Linked DNA regions of Mus musculus: all the other regions are linked to region 2. Evidence: chromatin contacts called from public ChIA-PET and promoter capture Hi-C data. All regions are on one chromosome and are shown on one strand. Each heading gives the region's core, a stretch centred on a gene start, on an enhancer-like site or on the middle of the called end of the contact. The rest is flanking DNA. Distances are from core to core; before and after follow the strand shown.

Evidence for each region. Promoter capture Hi-C pulls out the DNA fragments that hold promoters and counts their contacts. ChIA-PET counts read pairs in DNA pulled down with a chosen protein or histone mark. Capture Hi-C pulls out chosen DNA fragments and counts their contacts.
Region 1: a promoter capture Hi-C map of adipose tissue shows a contact between it and region 2. The contact joins two enhancer-like sites. A contact is called at or near these places in 4 of 39 promoter capture datasets (the C10 cell line, cranial neural crest, frontonasal cranial neural crest and 1 more) and 1 of 9 other capture datasets (adipose tissue).
Region 3: a contact with region 2 is called in an RNA polymerase II ChIA-PET map of memory CD8 T cells, with 8 read pairs. The contact joins two enhancer-like sites. A contact is called at or near these places in 1 of 15 datasets of contacts at CTCF or cohesin (large pre-B cells) and 1 of 115 datasets of contacts at active chromatin or transcription factors (memory CD8 T cells).
Region 4: a promoter capture Hi-C map of hematopoietic stem and progenitor cells shows a contact between it and region 2, with 2.3 times the contacts expected there. The contact joins the promoter of Slc22a4 here to the enhancer-like site in region 2. A contact is called at or near these places in 5 of 39 promoter capture datasets (the 3T3-L1 cell line, cranial neural crest, embryonic stem cells and 2 more) and 4 of 115 datasets of contacts at active chromatin or transcription factors (bone marrow-derived dendritic cells, bone marrow-derived macrophages and embryonic stem cells).
Region 5: a contact with region 2 is called in an RNA polymerase II ChIA-PET map of memory CD8 T cells, with 18 read pairs. The contact joins two enhancer-like sites. A contact is called at or near these places in 1 of 39 promoter capture datasets (frontonasal cranial neural crest), 1 of 15 datasets of contacts at CTCF or cohesin (the NIH/3T3 cell line), 3 of 484 Hi-C or Micro-C datasets (embryonic stem cells and regulatory T cells) and 1 of 115 datasets of contacts at active chromatin or transcription factors (memory CD8 T cells).
Region 6: an RNA polymerase II ChIA-PET map of memory CD8 T cells shows a contact between it and region 2, with 7 read pairs. The contact joins two enhancer-like sites. A contact is called at or near these places in 2 of 39 promoter capture datasets (liver and pre-B cells), 1 of 15 datasets of contacts at CTCF or cohesin (large pre-B cells) and 1 of 115 datasets of contacts at active chromatin or transcription factors (memory CD8 T cells).
Region 7: an RNA polymerase II ChIA-PET map of memory CD8 T cells shows a contact between it and region 2, with 12 read pairs. The contact joins two enhancer-like sites. A contact is called at or near these places in 2 of 115 datasets of contacts at active chromatin or transcription factors (memory CD8 T cells and regulatory T cell precursor).

Annotation. Positions count from the first base shown.
Region 1 is chr11:54,777,308-54,780,007 of GRCm38.p6, reverse strand. All of the region lies in intron 1 of Cdc42se2 (CDC42 small effector 2), which reads left to right. Among named protein-coding and RNA genes, the nearest start is that of Cdc42se2, 9.0 kb to the left of the region's middle. Within about 2 kb of position 1,342, at least 56 of the 459 cell types and tissues checked have an H3K27ac peak or open chromatin away from gene starts, as enhancers often do. A contact at or near this core is called in adipose tissue, where this site is marked.
Region 2 is chr11:54,463,580-54,466,279 of GRCm38.p6, reverse strand. It overlaps Fnip1 (folliculin interacting protein 1), which reads right to left. Exons shown (of 18, transcript NM_173753.4): 2 at 67-193. Among named protein-coding and RNA genes, the nearest start is that of Fnip1, 27 kb to the right of the region's middle. Within about 2 kb of position 1,414, at least 74 of the 459 cell types and tissues checked have an H3K27ac peak or open chromatin away from gene starts, as enhancers often do. A contact at or near this core is called in adipose tissue, bone marrow-derived dendritic cells, bone marrow-derived macrophages and 3 more, where this site is marked.
Region 3 is chr11:54,971,104-54,973,803 of GRCm38.p6, reverse strand. No RefSeq gene overlaps it. Among named protein-coding and RNA genes, the nearest start is that of Tnip1, 9.5 kb to the right of the region's middle. Within about 2 kb of position 1,278, at least 131 of the 459 cell types and tissues checked have an H3K27ac peak or open chromatin away from gene starts, as enhancers often do. A contact at or near this core is called in memory CD8 T cells, where this site is marked.
Region 4 is chr11:54,026,679-54,029,378 of GRCm38.p6, reverse strand. Slc22a4 (solute carrier family 22 (organic cation transporter), member 4) reads left to right here and starts at 1,275. Exons shown (of 10, transcript NM_019687.4): 1 at 1,275-1,795. The coding sequence starts at 1,403.
Region 5 is chr11:54,161,746-54,164,445 of GRCm38.p6, reverse strand. All of the region lies in intron 3 of Gm12223 (a long non-coding RNA gene), which reads right to left. Among named protein-coding and RNA genes, the nearest start is that of Gm12223, 21 kb to the right of the region's middle. Within about 2 kb of position 1,310, at least 23 of the 459 cell types and tissues checked have an H3K27ac peak or open chromatin away from gene starts, as enhancers often do. A contact at or near this core is called in memory CD8 T cells and regulatory T cells, where this site is marked.
Region 6 is chr11:54,935,264-54,937,963 of GRCm38.p6, reverse strand. Tnip1 (TNFAIP3 interacting protein 1) reads left to right here. Exons shown (of 19, transcript NM_001199275.2): 5 at 1-17; 6 at 1,423-1,503. Among named protein-coding and RNA genes, the nearest start is that of Tnip1, 26 kb to the left of the region's middle. Within about 2 kb of position 1,288, at least 149 of the 459 cell types and tissues checked have an H3K27ac peak or open chromatin away from gene starts, as enhancers often do. A contact at or near this core is called in memory CD8 T cells, where this site is marked.
Region 7 is chr11:54,951,538-54,954,237 of GRCm38.p6, reverse strand. All of the region lies in intron 2 of Tnip1 (TNFAIP3 interacting protein 1), which reads left to right. Among named protein-coding and RNA genes, the nearest start is that of Tnip1, 10 kb to the left of the region's middle. Within about 2 kb of position 1,372, at least 47 of the 459 cell types and tissues checked have an H3K27ac peak or open chromatin away from gene starts, as enhancers often do. A contact at or near this core is called in memory CD8 T cells, where this site is marked.

The DNA of each region.
Region 1 (2,700 bases), core at 93-2,592, 310 kb before region 2:
TGGAGCCTATGCCTGTGCTGTTTGTATAGGTTGTGAAAGCTTATTAGAATAGCACTTAACACAAAACATTTCTTGGGTACTTTAGTTTCACATTCTCCAGGATAACCTGCTTTTGTATTTTTAGGTATCAGACTTTTTAAATCCTGAAAATACTTTATTATTATTTGTTTAAGGATGAGTCTATGGTATTTTATCTATTTTAAGAATAATTTACTTTTTATTTCATATTTATTGGTATTTTACCTGCATGTATGTCTATATGGGGATGGCAGAAGCCCTGTAACCAGAGTTAGAGACATTTGTGAATTGTAATGTGGGTGCTGGGAATTGAATACAGGTCTTCTGGAAGAGCAGCCAGTGCTCTTAACTCCTTAACCATCTCTCCAGCTCCTCAAGGTTTTATAAGAGTAAACAAAAAAATTTTTAGATTTATTTTACTTTATATGTATGAGTGTTTTGCTTCCATGAATGTATATGCACACATGTGTGTCTAGTGCTTGTGGAGGCTGGGAGAAGGCATTGGATCTATTGGGACTGGAGTTTTAGATGGCTGTGAATCTCCATGTGGGTGTTAGAAATTGAACCCAGGCCCTCTGTAAGAGAGCAACAAGTGCTCTAAACTGCTGAGCATTTGGTCAACCCTCTTGGAGGATTTTAAAAACAATTGAAAATGTATAATTTTGATTTTTTTTTTTATAGACTTATTTTTGGAGACAGGTCCCATGGAGCGAAGGCTGGCACACAGTTGCGTGTGGGGCTGAGGATGGCCTTGAGTTTCTGACCCTTCTAGCAGAGGTCTGTTACCCAAAGCAAAGGGGACTTCTGAACTGAAATGTCCAGTTTCAGTAATAAGCAATCTTTATCTGAAACTTAGATGGTACTTATGTATGTAGCTAAAGATGGGCTATGGTAAAACAAAACAAAACAAAACAACTCCGTTTCCTAGAAAATGGTACATGAATTCACATTAAATCTCATGATTTTTTTACAGGGATTGTGTGAACCCTGACCAGTTTTGTTAACTGATCTAGAAATTCATGCTATGATTTCTTATGACATCTTCATGGTAGAGTTTTTTTTTTTTTTTTTTTTTTTTTGAGACAGGGTTTCTCTGCATGGTAGAGGTTTTGAAAGTGTATTGTACTACAGCACAAAATTATTTTTGTTTGATTTGGTTTATCAAGTCATCAATTTGACTTTTTTTCTTTTCAGTGCTGGGGGTGGACCCTAGGGTGGCCCAGGTGTTAAGTAACTGCTTACTAGTGAACTGTACATCAGTCTTTTCCTGTGACCTTTTGTGTAGGACAGCAGAATGAACCTGGACTCTCTCCAGCACTGTGTGTTTCCCCCCTCCCGCTCTGGGGAACTACAGGCCTCTGCAGCTGTTCTGCTCAGTGATGGGCCTTGATATGGTTGAAGTGGAAGAAAGGTTCTCACTGTGCTGTCCCTGGAGAGTCATCTTCTAGGTCTTACAAAGCTCTTGTAGTTCTTCTAGTCACTTAGATAATGAAAAGTCTTCTAGTGTCTGTCAGCACTGGCCTTATTTTAGTCCCTTTTCTTTTTCCTCCTCCTTTTTTTTTTTTTCTCTTTCTCTTATTTGAAACAGGTTAGTTATCACTATGTAGCTCTGGCTGGCTCTGACAGAACTTGCTATGTTCCTCAGGCTGTCCTTGGATTTACAGAGATCTGCTTGCTTCTGCCTCCTGAGTGGTGTGATTAAAGACCAGGTGTGCTGTCACACCTGGTGGTTTTCTTTCCTGTTCATTTGTTTCTTTGTTTCATAAATAGTATTGCCAATTCTTCAGTAAAGGTATCCTCCCCTGTTTAGAGATGGTGTGTGTGTGAGGTTTTGAGTGGTTAGTTCAAATGCTATCTGCCATTTTTGTCGAGTGGGTCTTTAGATGAATCTGGTCCTAGGAATGCTGTAAGTGGTATTCTTGGGAATTCAATGTCTGGGAACCACATTCTACTGTTATTGAGTAGCATGTTAGTAGAAGTAAGCATAGTACATTAAAGTGACTTTATACAGCATAGCTTTTAGCATTTCCCTGGGGCCTCAACATCCTTCCCAGCTCCTGTTTAGTAATGCACTTTCAGGGTACGTGTGTGAGTGTGTGTGTGTGTGTGTGTGTGTGTGTGTGTGTGTGTGTGTGACTCATTGCTGATAGCATCATATGCTTTTAAGACTTCTTTCTCCGTAAAGTCTCTTGAATATTCTTTGTCATGTTTGAACTGAAGGGCCACCCACTGTTCTTGTCTCTTTACACTCCATCCTTTTGTCATTGCACTCCTCTGACCCCCCATAGCCCGTAGAGCAGTGTTTACCTAGACCATGCCCAGCTCTTCTCAAGTGCTTACTGGCCGTGATGGCCTTGCATGCTCTCAGTCTATAATCCCAGGGCTTTCCCCTGGTCCAGCTGTCTTTCTCCTGAATGACTGTTCACACCTTGTCTGTCAGCTCTTGTACCACACCCCTCTACCCCCTTTTTGTTTCCAGTTGATGAACTAGTTTCTTGTATACTCACAATGAAAGCAATCAGAAAACATTTCCTGACCATCCTACATCTCTACTCACATCTTCTGTTTCTTCCCTTGCGCTTGGTTTTGTTCCTTTTCTCTGGTCAAGGATGTTAATTGCTTCAGTCTTGATCTCATTCAGCATGTATACCTTTGTCCTATCTCTCCTGGATCACTTTAGTC
Region 2 (2,700 bases), core at 165-2,664:
TAATCCTTTCTTGAATTATTAAAATACGCAAGATTAAGTTTCAAACAAATGATCAATGATGCTCACCGATACTGATGTGTCCTCATTTTTTCTCTTAACACTGGAGTCAAACAATACATTTCTCCCTCGTCTTTCACAGTCTTGATATACGATCAGTCGAATCTGACTTGGGTCAAATTCTGGCAAGGGCCAACTTGGGAAAAAAAAAAAGGATTCATTTGAGTTATTTTAATAAATATGCCACATATATTCTTATAACCAAAATCTTATCTGACAGACCCAGAAGCTGTATTATTACAGAAGAATATACAACTAATCTTTATGTAAAATGCTACTATGTGGGTCAAGGCTTTAAATAATTATATAGGTCTGATTTTTAAATTAAAAATAAGGGTACAATTTAAAAAAACAATTAGCTACTATCAACATATAAGATAGTCAACTTATATAAAAGGCTAACATATATAAAGGTTAAATATAAGCACAAATTACTAATAAAAATATGTTGGTCTCATGGAGAGATGACATAAGATTAAGTCATTTTATTTTTTCTTCAACACAAAAGTACAAAAATAGAAACAGGTTTGCAATAGGTCAAAACAGAGATTATGAGTAAAACAGGCACACAAAAAGCTACTGCATTTTCATTTAAATAAATGTTAAAACCTAGCAAGTTTCAGTCTAAGAATTTAAAATTGCAGAAAAAGAAAGAATAGTAAGCTGCAAGCAACTCTCTAGTCACTGCCCAGCCTGCTACTTACTCTCAATGTACTCAGGAAAGGAAGTGGAAAAAGTGGACAAGACAGTGAAGGGAAGAGGAGGACACTGACAGCCCTAAAGTGTGCAAAGTGCTTACCTCAAAGGACAAGGATGCATCAAAGAACACCAGGAAGGGGCATGCTGGGTGGATCGAGGCTAATTCCATCTCATCAAGACATTGCTGAAGTACATTTTTCAGTTCACAAAAAATATTTGGAAAAAAACATACTGCATTTGTTTTACAGACCTTTATTTGTGCATTAAGTGTCACAATTTAAAAGAATAATGTTGCTGTTGAAAACTGATAGAAGTGTGACCCTACATACCAAGCTCAAGCAGATATCTATCCTTAAGACAACACTGACTTGCATAACACAGGAAGGTACTTATAAAACTATAGAGAACAGACCAACTTAGGTTGAAAATCAAGAAGTGGTTTCATGGAACCGACTGAAATGTTCTAAGGAAGGAGTATAACCTCAGAAACTAAAAAGCATTCACCACTTTCAGAAACATCATTGGTGATCAAAGTGAGGAAAGTTTTAAGGAGTAAGATTTCACAGAACTGAAGGGGGGAAAAAGTCAACTGTCAAGAAAGGAAAGGCATTGAAAGCCAAGAGTGATGGGTATTTTGTTACTAAGAGGAAATATGTGGATGTGTTTACACTCTGAGGCAGTTCGAGGTAGAGAGGAAATTGCAGGCCTTTGAGGAAGTAGTGAAGTGAAAACTAAAGAATTAGCTCAAGAACTGGCTTCTCAGCCTTTGGCAAGTACCAAGTGAAGAATAAAAATAACTCTTGCATTAGACTGGGAAGAGAGGAGGGTAAAAAGGAGCATGGTGTTCTCTGGGAAGAAGTGTTGATTAGGAACAGTAAGACTTTTGAGCGATGCTCTAAGCCTACACACAGCTGACAATTATTGAGACTATGATTGGCCACAAACTGCCTTGCTCTTTCTAGAAAGCTCTCAGGGTGTTTGACTTTGAATCAGGCAGAGACAGGGTAAAGGATTTTGACAAACAAATGGGAGAAAAAGAAAAACGCTGAAGATGGAGCAGAAAACTGCAAGAATACAGCAGAAACTATGCATACTGGAGCCTAAATTAGAAAATAGTGAGACTCTGAGCTAAGAGAAGAACGGAGGCATAATGGTCAAGGTGCTAAAAAGACAGTGAGGATAACGATCAGTACAGACAGGCCACCAGAGAGGAAGAAAACCTCACAGTACATTGCTTTCAAATGTCAAGGAAGACAAGGAAGGCAGCAGTGCACAGAACCAAGTGTTACACAAAGGCTAAATTTTATAAAGACCAACTCAGCCATTTGGTGGGGTTATCAGTGGATAGGGGGGATAGTCAAGTAACAGTGAACAAAAAGGGCTAAGAAGAAGGGCACCAAGTATTTAGGATTCTAAGCAGATCCTCTGTGAAAGATGATGACCCAAGAACCATGGGTGATTTAACTCACCATTTAAACGGCATGGTTTGGAATTAAAAGGTATGTATGTATGTATGTGTATCTATGTAGTCAGGAAGAAACTGGGATTATCTTGAACTAAGACCTATGGTCACCTAGGCAGCCAGAACAGGTAAGATTATGAGGCTTTTCTCTTAAAAGACAAAGGTATGCAGATATGAAATGTGCAGGAATATATAAAGGGGAAACAAACATTTTTAAGGTTTACATTTCTAAATTAAGAGAAAGAATAGAAAAATAACTTAAATGTAGCTAGAGAAACTGGCAAATCAATGTTCCAGAAAAGTCACAACAAAGCATTCTAAGCAGGAAAGTTCCTAATGAACTATATAATATATTTAATGAGGTCAAGGAAAATGACCTACAAAGGAAAATTACTACAGATGTACATGGTTGAAGGAACAAAATAGTTATTTGAAGGTGGTCATTTTTGTTTTATCTGAAAAGCAAGAAGCATATATGAGGT
Region 3 (2,700 bases), core at 29-2,528, 510 kb before region 2:
ATATATCCAAATCCAAATCCTCACAGGGCATACAGAAAGCCAGGTCACTGCCAGCCATGCCGCCCAGGGACAGACCAAAGAGAGCCAGAGTCAGATGCATGCTGTTCTGAGCACGCAGGCTATGAGAAGACAGAACCTACTGGCACGCTTAGCTCATTGTTGACCACATAAAGAAAAAAAAAATGAATTGATTAGGCCCACAAGCACACCAGAAGTACATCATCCCTGGCCACATGGGAAACACCTAGCCCAGCCCTCCAAAGTTGTTTCACACACACACACACACATACACACACACACACACACACACACACACACACACACACTGGCACGATCATCCACCCTTTCCTTGCTGTACCATCTTAGTGAACCATGTACAACTCCTGGTCCTGGGGATCTGCCTGATTGTGTGCAAGTTCTACGGAGAGACACTTAGGCTCCCTGCGGTGCCCAATAGCTGGGGATTGCTCTCTGTCCTCCCAGGCCAGCCCCCTGGGGAGCCAGGTGGTGTGTGGGCCCAAACCCAAGAAAGGAATGAAGACCTGGATAGGGTCTCCTTTCCCAAGGAGGCTTAAGACCTCAGGTGAGAGACTTACAGAGACCAGAAAGATGCTCCCATTGTAGACACTATGTCAGAAGTGTTCCAGGAAGGGTTAACAGTGCCTACTAGTCTTTGAAAGCTCCCACGGGGCCTATAAAATAGAACATGCTGGGATTTGCCCAAGGTGAGTCAAGGTCACTACCTGCCTCATGCCTCCGCTGTTCCCAAGATAAAATTCCCCAGTGAGTGAGATGAAAACCTAAAATGAAACTGCTAAGCCTTCTCGGACTCTGAACCTCATCTCTGTCACCTTCGTCAGCAGTGGCAGCAAATCTATAGTCATACTTATCATCATGGCCACCCTCCCCATGGTCTCCAAGGAAGTATAGTAGGATACACTTTAGCTTAGGCAAGGACAGGCTTCCTGAATGAGTCTCACCACCACCACCCCCCCGCCCCCCCCCCCCCCGCCCCCAGTCTTCTACCCAGGGAAGATACTACAAAGACAATGAGGTGAAGCTTTCGGAAGAGCCTCGCAGGGTGCTGGACCCCTAGGGATAGCTGGGCCCTATACCCTCTCCAACTTTCCCAGGATTCCTCTCTCTCTCTCTCTCTCTCTCTCTCTCTCTCTCCCATTCTGAAGTCCAGGCTTATGGGAGCTAGTTATTTACATAGACATGCGACCTCGTTGGGGAATTTCCCCAGACACCAGGCTTCCTTTCTGAGGTTAGGCCACCTCATTGCACTGCTCCTTCCTCTCCCATGTACCCCAGCCACCCTCAGGCTGCAGCCCCTGACATCTGGCAGGTGTAGGTCCCCGGCACACAGATTTAGTCTCAGTCTTTGACCTTGGAATGTGCCCCAAGGACCTGGGGCAAAGATATCAAAGTACTACACAGGTGAAAAGAAAATGGAAGGAGTAGGGACAGGAGCCCCAGCTACCTCCTCAACAGCTCCCTGCCTCACCCTGGGTCCTCACTTTCCCCTTCATGAGCCTCAGCCCTTCTGCCCAGTGAGAACATTGGTGAAGATCAATCACTCTGATTCTCTGCTTGGACCTGATGGGCTAAGAAGCCACTTCCTTTGACAGCACAGCCTTGCGACATCTGTTCTTGGATCCTCCTCCTTTAAGAAAACATCTTTCAACACACCCCCTTTGTATCTGTTTCCTTGGAAAGCACCACTTTGCAAAACTCATCCCTGAATCCCAGTTTTCAAATCCCGACAGGATTACACATACCCCGTTTCCTCGAAATGACTTTGAGTTTTGGTTTTTCCTTTATATATCCAGTCTCTGACCTTGATCTGAGACGGTACTTCCCGAGTACAAAAAGTGAACAAAGATGGGAGATCAGGGTACTTCAACCACGGGTTTCTGGGACTCCTGCATCAGAATAAACAATTAAAGGGGTGCTTCCAGAGCTGGGGGGTGTGGCTCTGTTCACTGGCTACTTGCTCAGCATTCATAAAGCCTTTGGCTGGATCCCAGCACTACCTAAACCAGGTGAGCCAGGTGATTCACACACTTGCAATCCCGGCACTTAAGATGTCAAGACAGGAGGACCAGGAGTTGAAGGTCATTTTGGCTATGCAGAGAATTCAAGAATTCAAAACCAGCCTGGAATACAAAAAACTCTGTCAGAGAGAGAGAGAGAGAGAGAGAGAGAGAGAGAGAGAGAATAGAGAGAGGGAGACAGAGACAGAGAGCAATGAGAATTGCTATTAACTGCCCACAAACCACAGGTCTAGATAATCTAGAAGAATGTTGAAGCTGAGCAGCCCCCTAACCAATCATCTCTTTTATGAACTCCACCCCATTATGTTCTATGTATGCACATATACTACATAGATTACTATACTATTCCTAGGTTTCTTTCTTTCTTTCTTTTCGAGACAAGGTTTCTCTGTGTAGCCCTGGCTGTCCTGATACTCACTCTGTAGATTAGGCTGGCCTCGAACTCAGAAATCTGCCTGTCTCTGCCTTACAAGTGCTGGGATTAAAGGCGTGTACCACCACTGCCCGGCTATTCCTAGGTTTCTCTCTCTCTCTCTCTCTCTCTCTCTCTCTCTCTCTCTCTCTCTCTAAAGATTCATTTATTTATTGTATGTAAGTACACTGTAGCTGTCTTCATACACACCAGAAGAGGGCATCAGATCTC
Region 4 (2,700 bases), core at 26-2,525, 440 kb after region 2:
GTTCCAGGACAGCCAGGGCTACATCCGAAGACCCTGTCTCAAACGAACAAAAGTAAAAAGCTAGTGTCCTGGCATACTAGGAGATGCGGCTTAAATGACAGGAAAAGAAATGTAAGTTACTGGTGGGAAGTCAGCCTAACAGTAGGACTCATGGGGGAAACTAACAAAAACAAAGAAAAAAGCAGAAGTCTCCTTCAGTTCCTTGCCAGAGTCTGATGAGACAACCCGGTTTGTGCAAAGTGTTGGGCTACTCAGCCTTACAGTCTCTCCAGGCCTGTGGATCCCAGGCTAGGGGAGCCCAGCTCTAGCTTGGGCTAGCTTGTACACTGTGCCCAGGACCTTAGATGTGAATACTGAGCAGAGAGAGAAAAAAGGCAATCCCGCTTTTGGTTACCCTGCCAGTTCTGAGGGCCAAATCTCACCAGTTTGTCCTCTCTCTGTCCCTTCCTCCCTCTGTTCCTAGACTAGAATGGGCCTTTCTGCAAATAGCCTTTCAGTCCAAGAAGGCTTTGGCACCGTGCCGCAATAAAGGACTCCGGGTGCCCCGAGAGTGCAAAAGGACAAACACCGAGCCCAGGCGTGGTGACTCCTCTATGCTCCCTCAGTGGGCCGACTTCCCTCTGGTGTCTCTATAAAGGCCACAGGGAATCTTTCGAAAGGACACTAGAACGACTCAGGGGCCCGTGATCCAGCCCTTCTAATCCAGGGCGCGCCTCTGACTCAGCATGACCTCGCACATCCTTTTCTGGCTCCAGGTCCACAGTCGCCTCTTTGCAAGGTGAGGATCCTGCTTTTCCAAGGACGCTTCTCGGGCCGCCGCCGTCCCGTGATGGACTACGGCCATGCTAAGGTTCATAAGTGAGTTCCCACGCTGGTGTGTGTGAAGAGGTGGCGCTCCTGTCCCCCACACAGGTCTCTTGGGAGCGCAGACTTGATTAACTGACCGGTCCGCCTGCTCATAATCCAGGCTGGGATTGTGGAGCAACGAACTCCTGCTCCGGGCTAGGCCTGGCTTTCGGGACGCTCCTCCCTGTCGCTCTCCCTCCCACGTGGGGCCGAGAAAGCCGGAGCTCCTAGCTGCACGCGCGTTGTCCGGCCGATTCCGGGCGGGAGGCCTGCGTGGAAGGCCGCTGGGTGCAAGGAACGGAGCAGGAGGCTGAGCCGGCCCGAGAGCTCCGCCCAGATCGGTGGAGTGCAGTGGCCTTTCGCTGCCTAGCCGCACGGGGGTGTGGTCCAGAGGACTCGGCTTCCCGGCGCTCCGCGCCAACCCCTGGGAGTTTTGCAGCACCCACGGCGTGTTTGCACGCAGCCACCTAGGAAGATCCCCTCAGCGCGCCGCAATCGCTGAATCCTTTCTCTCCACCCACCTCCCTCACGCAAGCTGAGGAGGAGAGGTGGAAACATGCGGGACTACGACGAGGTGATCGCCTTCCTGGGCGAGTGGGGGCCCTTCCAGCGCCTCATCTTCTTTCTGCTCAGCGCCAGCATCATCCCCAATGGCTTCAATGGTATGTCAGTCGTGTTCCTGGCGGGGACCCCCGAGCACCGTTGCCTGGTTCCTGACACTGTGAACCTGAGCAGCTCCTGGCGCAACCACAGCATCCCCTTGGAGACGAAGGACGGACGACAGGTGCCTCAGAGCTGCCGCCGCTACCGACTGGCCACCATCGCCAACTTCTCTGCGATGGGGCTGGAGCCAGGACAGGACGTGGATCTGGAGCAGCTGGAGCAGGAGAGCTGCCTGGATGGCTGGGAGTACGACAAGGACATCTTCCTGTCCACCATCGTGACAGAGGTAGGTGGTAGTGCTGGAGCTGGACATTGGGAATGGAGACTCCGTTGCATCCGTGCCCCCAACAGCCCCTGACAGTGCCTGGGTCAGTGTCACCTACTGTCTCAAAACTTCCAGGCACAGAGTGGGGTTGTGAGTGTATTCTCAGCGCACACTCAGAGCTGATGAATTTCTGTGTGGCATGGAGGGGATGAAAAAAAGAGAGTGTTGTCATCAACTGCCTTTTCCTTTCTGAGTTTCACAACAGAGTTTCCCAAGAGCCCTGGTGCTTCCCTGGGCAGGCCAAACCAGACTGTCTTGATTTATAGTCATAGCTATTTCCTTGCTACAGAGAATGGCTACAGTGGTCTGTTGATGGACACAAGGAAGGGTCTTGAGACAGAAGGGCCTCTATGTCGAGGCCCCCACTTTCTCGAAAAAGAGGCAGCAGCCCCTTCCTTGACACTGGTTGGATGTAAGGAGTCAAAACTAGAACCTGGCCTTTGGACACTCAAGGAAAGACCCGTACTTCTGAGGGAAGTGTAAGCTGGTGATCAAGGCTCCAGCTGAGCCCACTGCCTTACCTCTAAGTGATCAGGGAATAGGTTCCCCAAGTCACCAGAGTCTGAATGTGGACCTACTACTCCCTCTTAGTTTCCTGCTGCGTATTTGCTGAGGACCAGGTCATAACAGATAAGACAAGCACTGTTTCTGGCAAGAGCATCACCCAGAACTGATTACCTGCTGTTGGTCAAGCTGGTAGAAAATCTGCCTTCCCACCATTGCTGCTTCTGGTCTGTCTTTTTTTTTCCCTAGGCTGGTTAAACAAAAAACCAACTAGGTTCCTCCCAATGAGATCTCTGGGAACAACAGCCTCAATTTCTTATCTCTTTCCCTCAGCACTACAGAGCAGTCAACAGAAAATGTGT
Region 5 (2,700 bases), core at 61-2,560, 300 kb after region 2:
AAACGGCTTGTCTATCATCTATGAATGCAGTATTTGAATACCTTGAGCACGGTCCTCGGGACCGCCAACATATTATTTCCCATAATATACTGCCCTATCTACCCATCCTCATGTCCAGTGTCTGATTCTGAACACAAACTATAGAAATCTCACTTGTGTGCTTAGGGGAACATCTAGCATGTAACAGGCCCTGATAAGTTCCTCAAATTTATTAAAATTTGGGAAAATTTAATTAGGCTGCTCCGTCATGCTCCTCGCTTGGTTGTCTGCTCTGTGGCTGAACATTTGTTTGAAAGGGAAGGGAAAGCACTGTCAGGGAGCGCCAACGGCTTTTTAGAAATTATGTTTGAAAAAGGGGTGGCACTACACACATGAAATTCTCAAATAAAAAATTAATGATAATAATAATAAAAAATTATGTTTAATTTCACTTCACCCCAAACTCAAGCATATCTAATCTTCATGCCTTATCCACGTGTTTGTGGGCTGATCTTCAGGGCAATGGGCAGCAAACACAACCAGCTGTTCTCTAGTCTTAGTTTGGTTTTCAATACGTGATGGGTGGGAGCAAAAACAAAGAGCGTCCACTGGTGTTCCAATCGCACACGGGCAGGCCTTGGGAATCATAGCTCTGCATGTTGCAGTCCTCAGGGGAGCTTAGGAAGGTAGGGGTGACTCCTCAGCCCTTGGCAGCACCCAACATCACATCTGGGCAGGCCTAGGTGTGGGGATTCCACAGCCTGTCTCAGCTATCAAGTGGCCAAGTGGCTTGACAACTATTTTTAAATAATTAATTCATTATTTCAATGTATCTAAATATTCTTGGTAGTGGGGATTGAACCTAGCCCCGAGAGTGTGCCAGGCAAGTGCTCTACTGTGTGCCTTGTCCTCAGCGTGGTGGTCCTCCCGGGTTTTCCTGCTTGGCCTGCTGAGTGCAGGTTGTAACTGCTCCTCCCTAACTGCTCCTCCCACTGCCATCCTGCTGTCGATCCAAGCTGGCCGCCTCTACTGCTTCTGTCTTTATCTTCCCAGCCTAGACCCTACTAAAATAAATAAGAAAAGACAGTTGAGGGGAGCCTTTGTAGGGCCTCAAGGTAAGGGCCCCTGCAGTGCAGGGAAGTCTCTGTAGGCAGCACACTCTATGCAGCTTGCTTACCTAACCCAAGAAGAGGTGTATGGACCAATCACAGCACACCTTCATGAAAGAGTGGGGTGGGGGGATGTGGTGGCTCTACTCAGCCTTAGGCACCAGTCAGCAGGCCCTCAGGCTAGGTGCTCCCCAGTCTGACCTAGGGGGGAAATAGTTGCAGGGTCATGTAGAGTTCACTGAGGCTTGTGACAGCAAAACCCTGTTATAAATTGTTTTGAACAGCCCTGCCTGCGGCTGCACCTGCAAGAGCCAGAGGTGTCTTTTCTGAAGACTTCCAGGGTGTTGCAGACAGCTAACAGCTGGCTGCTCAGAGGCAGCCTTTCTGCACAAGGTGGCCAGGAAAGGAAGGAAGAGCCTCCTTGTCCCTGCTGCTTAGGGGATCACCTTGCTTCAGCTTCCATCTTGAAAGCCAGAAGGAGCGCTTACAATAAGGACAAGAGGAAGTTGCCTTTAATAGTGACTTAAACAAAATTCTCATGGCTTTAATTCCATTTTAAAAAGGCAGAGATTGAAAAATGGAGCCAGGCAGTGATGGCCCATGCCTTTAATCCCAGCAATTGGGAGTCAGGAGTTCTGAATTCCAGGCCAGCCTGGTCTACAGAGTGAGTTCCAGGACAGACAAAGCTACAGAGAGAAGCTCTGACAGCAACAAAAAACAAACAAACAAACAGAAACAAGAAAGAAAGAAGAGAAAAAGAAACAAACAAACACAACAAGGGGTCACTGGTCTCTGAAGCTATTCACCCAGAGTTTTAGATGCTCAGCAACATGAGTTGTGCCTGATGGATAATTGAAAACTATGACCCCCATTAAAACATTAAAACAAATATCCAGGGAGCTAACTCAGTGTTTAGCCATGCCTGCTGCTCTTACAGAGGGCCTGTGTTTGATTCTACATACCCACACTGGGCAGCTCACAGGACCCAGGACTGGGAGGAGGTGAGTTGGAACTTACCTGGAAGCCTCCTGCTGGAGGACTAGCTCCCAGGGTGTCAGAAGGTACCATGCAAGCTGTTAAGGGAGGAAAGTAACCAGTCACCATACCCAACTGTGACGCCTAGGGGCCACAACAATGATTGGTCCAGCAAGCTATCCTCAGTTGTGTATGCAATAGCGGCACCTTTATCTTGTGGGTAACCAACTGCTGTCTAACTGGACCTAAGACCCACTCAATAGGAGGAAATCCATGCCTGGAACTGCAGACTTAGCAAACTACTTGTGAGAGAGCTCACCGACTCTAGAGGGGAGCCTACTACTGGTATGTCCTTAAACTAATGTAATTTGTAACTGATTTCTAAATATTTAACTTTATATCCACAGACAAGTGGTATTCTCTCTGCCATCCAAGAAATATCTTTTTTTTTTTTTTTTTGCAACATTTGGAAAGCCACAACTTTCAGTTAAAAAAAAAATCAGAAAATAAGTAGCTGTGGATGCCCATCCCCAATGGATACATTTACAAACCAACCCCTCTGCTTAAGGCTCAGAGAACATATAGAGCCAGGGGACAGGATGCTACATAGAGTGTTCTAAACACGGCAGAAAAGCCA
Region 6 (2,700 bases), core at 39-2,538, 470 kb before region 2:
CCAAATCTCCGTCCAATGTAAGTTGCATTTGGAGCTGTGACTGGTTACCTAAAGCTCTTCCCGCCACACATCAGTCTGGAGCGCTGGGATGGGACAGCTTGCCATTTTGAGGTGAAAGTCATGGTTCTCATGACCAGGAAGGTCCTGATCAAACAAGGAGTTTTCTCTCATTTCCTGAGCTATCTAACGTGACCATGCTCACTAACTGGGCACAGACACATACTTCCAAGATGCTCAGAAACCATGTGCTGCAGGCTCAATGGAGAAGTGTAGCCTGGCATCATAGGGCCAGATCCTTCAGATGGTCAGAAGGTGGGTCTTTTCCAAGCTGAGACCACAGATGGGGTCATGGTGGCTCTGACTGGTGGCCAGCTGGGCTGGTTTCTCCCATCTGTCCTACCCCATCCAGGACAGGGAAAGCAGGTCAGGAGGGTGTTTTTGGTTTGGGGGTTTTTTGGTGGGGTATGAAGGAAGAGGTATATGCGTGGAGTGTGTTCTGGTGAGGACAGAGGAGGGCATCAGGTCTCCTGCTCCTTGCTTTATCCCTTACATCTCTTCACTGAACCCAGAGCTTGCCATCTCCAGATAAGCCAGTACCCCAGGGATCCTCTTGTCTCTGTCCACTCCCGTGCTGAGCTGTGAGTTAGGGATGCCCAGCTGTGCTGTTTATATGGGTGCTGGGAAATCCCAAGTTAGGTCTTCCTGCTGGTGTAGCGAATGTTCCACCCACTGAGCCATCTCCCCAGCCCCAGTCACGCCACATTTAAGGGTCTCTTAGAGCCAGGTTCAGATGAACTCTGGGCTCCTCAGCTGATTGAACAGCCAGTGAAGTCTGCGCCTTGGTTGATGACACATTGCAGAGCGGCCTTAGTGTTCTCAGGTCAGTCCTCTCCTGGGATGACCTTTGGGTTGAGTTGGTGAGGCTGGTGCAGGGCCTCCCTTGGTGGTGGCTGTAGTAGCTGCTGCCAGCCAGGGTGACAAGAGGCACCTGAGCCCAGGAGATAGCTTGGTTGCTTTGGCAGGATCTGCCAGCTTGTGCAGAGTCTTGGCTTGTGTGTTGACTCTGTGAACTTGGTTTCCTCATCCGTTCCAACACACACACACACACACACACACACACACACACACACACACACACACACACACACAGAGAGAGAGAGAGAGAGAGAGAGAGAGAGAGCAAATAAATAATACTGTTTCAAGGTTGGCTCGACCCACACCCCTGTTTCACTGATAAATAATGGCCATGGAGGGGTATGACCTCAGATCACAAGGAGGGTGATGGCAGTCCTGTGGTTCTTGGGTGATCTCATGAATAGTGTGTGACTATTGCCTCTAGGAACTCTGCACTGTTTGCCCTTCTGTCTTCCTTGGGGGCAGGGTCCGTTTATCATGGGCAGCTACTAACTTCCTTCTACCTAGGGCGCCTCCTCGGACTTTGAAGTGGTCCCTACTGAGGAGCAGAATTCACCCGAAACTGGCAGCCACCCTACGAACATGATGGTGAGCAGACAGGCATCCCCGCCCCCACCTCCAGCACATCCTTTTCTTTCCTCTCTGTCTGTCACCTGCCCTTTCGTGACACGACACTCAGATCCCTTGGGTCCCCTGTAGTTACATGGGGGACACAGAGGGGCTATAGCATGGGGTGCTTCTTACTCTCATATGCAAATCCCCCGCTGGTGACTTCCCCAGCTTGGGGCACACAGGCACCCCACTGTTGTGAAAGCCTGGGCCACTTGCCAGCCCCACTGGCCTCTGGACCAATCACCTTTCTGTCAGTTACAGTGACTCAGCCTCTTGGGTCTGTAGGTGTGGAAAGGGTCGGCCTGGTGCTGATGGGAGGGGTGGGAGTGATTTACCCTTTTGTGCTTGTCCTTGGCTCCTCCCAGGGGCAGATGGCCCGGAGGTTACACTTTGTGTTCACAAGTGGGGTGCACGCGTTTCTCCAGCTTCGGAGGGGCTGCTCAAATCCACATTCCTACCTTGCAGTGTTTAACCTTAGTCCAGCCGTGCAGTCCTTCTGTTCTTTCTTAAAATGCCAGACTTGGAGAGCTGCTGTGAAAGATCTTCAAGATTTGTCAGAGACCTTAAAGTCCTGTCTTTTCCTCATCCCTCCCTCCTATTTAATGTTTGCTTTATTCTGTTCTGTTTTGCTTTGTTTTCGTGTGAGGCAAACCTCTTGCCTCTTCTCCTAAGTCCATACCATGAAGCATGCCCCACTATAGACCATTAAACTGTTGCTATGCCAGCTCTACTTGGCCTCCCCTTCACCTGCAAACACCACCCCATCTCACACCAGCATTTAACCTTCAGTGCTGAGAGGATCGCCCTGTCAGGATGCTCTGTGTTTTGTCTCCTGGGACCATATGCATCTCGTCCTGTTCTGTCCCTGAGGACTGAGACATGACTGAGAGCAGGCGAGGTTCCCTCGCTCAGAAAGGTTTCAGCGCGCAGTCATGGGCTGATAACTTACCTTTTCCATTAAAGTCTGTCTACGCCAGCTCAGGAGTACACCAACTCCTGCTGGAAGCTTGTAGGCTACTTGGAGAAACCTGAGCACTTGATACACCTCCAGAGATCAGCCCTGGCCACTCCTAGTCCTTTGTGGTAGGAAAGGGACGTGCAATTGGAGACTGATTCTGCTTTTTTTTTTAATTAGAATGTGATGCTGATAGGACACAGGCCGAGCATTCAGTT
Region 7 (2,700 bases), core at 123-2,622, 490 kb before region 2:
AACCGTGTGAATTCCCGATGCCTCATTTTGATTTCACAGTCAGTCAGAGTGGGATTTGATCAGCTCTTACTCACAGTGCCAACAATGAGGGGTGTGGTAGAGGGGAATTCACACTTGTGAGTGGACTGTCGGAGGACTCACAGAATTGTTTTTTGGTCCTTGAGGGAGGACATTGTGTTGGGAGAGTGGAATATTCACACTAGCTAAGCAGGCTCAGCGTTCCTTTGTATCTAGTAAATGGCCTGTAAAACTAACGCATAATGGTAATTCTAGTAACCTTACACTGAGAAGTTGGCTTCTGACCTTTAATGCTGGTCTTCATGTTGTGGTGACTCCTAACCATAAATTTTGTTTGTTTGTTTGGTTTTTTGAGACAGGGTTTCTCTGTGTAGCCCTGACTGTCCTGAAACTCACTTTGTAAACCAGGCTGGCCTGGAACTCAGAAATCCACCTGCCTCTGTCTCCCTTCCAAGTGCTGGGATTAAAGGTGTGCGCCACCACTGCCTGGCCTGAAAAGTTTTTTAAATGTGTAGTTTTTACATTCAGAAATTATTTACTCTTTTGCGTATTTATTTATTTATTTATTTATTTATTTTGAGAGAGAGTTTCTTAGTCCAGGCTGACCTTAACCCTGCAGCTCTCTGTGCCTACTGGCACTACAGGGGTGTTCCACCATGCCTGATGTCATTTATTCTTTCTGACCTGATAGTGTCTCATATTTTAGCTGGACCCTCTGTCCGATTTCAATTTTACATGTATTCATTTGTACTTGGAGGTGAGTGTGTGCCTGGGTATCCATACCCAAGTGGAAGTCAGAGGACAACTTTCACCAGTTGTCTTTTTCCTTCTATCATACTGGTTTCTGGACTTGAACTCAGGTTGCTGTGACAAACACCTCTACTCTCTGAGCTATCTGGCCAGTTCTAAATTGTTATTTTGTTTTATTTTGTAATAGGGTTCTTTATAGCCCAGGCTGGCCTTCAAAACTTCTGATCCTCCTGCATCAGTTTGAGTGCTGGCATTAGAGGCATGCACCACTATGCCTGGTTTATAGGGTACTGTGGGGTTGAACCCAGAGCTTCATTTATGCTAGGCAAGCCCTGTACCAAGTAAAGTACACCCCTAGTCCCAAGGGCTATGTTCTGCTGCTGGCTTAGACTGTCGTCATGACTGTGTCCTGGGAAATTAGTTAGGTATTAGTCCTCTGTGGACACATTTAATCTTTACCCTCTGGGAGCAACAGATGGGAGCATTCAGTATTTTTATATATCTGGTCATGTTGTCCCCTCCACGTGGGTGACCTGTGGGTGTGGGTGCCTGTCCCTGGATGCCCGTAGCAGCTCCCTTGGGGCCCCAGGAAGCCATGGGTCTGACTCATTCCTTCACCCCCAGTACTGTGTCTCTGGCCCGGATGTCCCGGCTGGGTCAGACGGACCTGGTTTGAGTATGGTGGTGCTCTGAAAGGTTATTTGTATGCCTCCCTCCCCTGGGTGCTGGCTCCCTTCTGTGCCCACTGTGATTTGGCAGGCCCTGCTACCTGCTTTTTCCCAGCCGTGTGTGTTCTCAGCCTGTTCTCACACTGAGCCCTTATGCCTGCCATCCCAAATGCCCTGACCAGTTTCTAGCCCTTCCCATGGCTGCTTTTTCCTTATCTGTCAAGTCTCAGCTCAAATGTCACCTCCTGAGAGGGGGCCTTCCCTGCTCTTCCTATGCAAAACACACAGCCCTCTCACTTTCTGTCATGTTACTACTTTGTTCATTCATTTATCATGATCTAAAGTAGATTTATTTGTGAGCCAAGTATGGTGATGCAGACATTTACTCCCTGCCCTCAGGAGACAGAGGAAGGCAGATCTCTCTGACTTCAAGGCCCGCCTGATCTCCAACCGTGAGTTCTAGGATGGATCGCAGGAGGAAGTGTTTCAGCTGCCTTCAGCTGGGTGGTGGTCAGGCTGTATCTGTATGCCAGAGCTTGTTTTTGCCTTCCAGGGCTCCTCCTGGCTGGGAGCTCTTTGTGACAGCATCAGGAGCCAGGGGACAGGCTAGCCACCGTGGATGTGGCTTGGGTATAAAGTCTTTCAGGAGCACCTGATTGATAACGAGGGATTTCCAGAAGTAAGTGATGGGGGCCCTGGAAAGATGGAAGGTACAGAGTAGGGCCTGGGCCTTTTAGGGGGCTGGATGGACATAGCAGATAGTGTGTAAGGTTGTGCTTAGTTGGGGAGCTGTTAACTGGGCTGGGCAAGACCCCCCAAAGATCCCAGGCATGGGAATGTCTGTCTGGACACTCAGATGGCTGGGCTGCAGCCGAGCTGGTGGGTCTCAGTGCTAACTGTGAGGCTAGAACTGTCTCCTACTCCCCTGTGACTGACAGCTCCTAGTGCAGACCAGGTAGGTTCTGCACGCAGCTCTAAGGGATGGCAGTGTCACCCCTCAGCATTGTGGGAGATCTGTCTGCATACTGGCTGAGGCTATGGCTGAGGCTGTTAGAGTCTTAGCCCCAGGCGGCAAGTAACCCCACTTCCCAGGCCTCTGGATAACTCACCTCAAACCCTTTCCTGGCCTGCGTTCTGTGCCAAGCCCTCTCTGTGTTGGTCCTTTGCTCTGTCCCAGATGTTGGGTGGAGGGTATGGCTCAGTTAGTGGAGTGCTTACCTACCATGAGTGAACTTGGGTTCTAGTCCCAGTATCACCTAAGTCA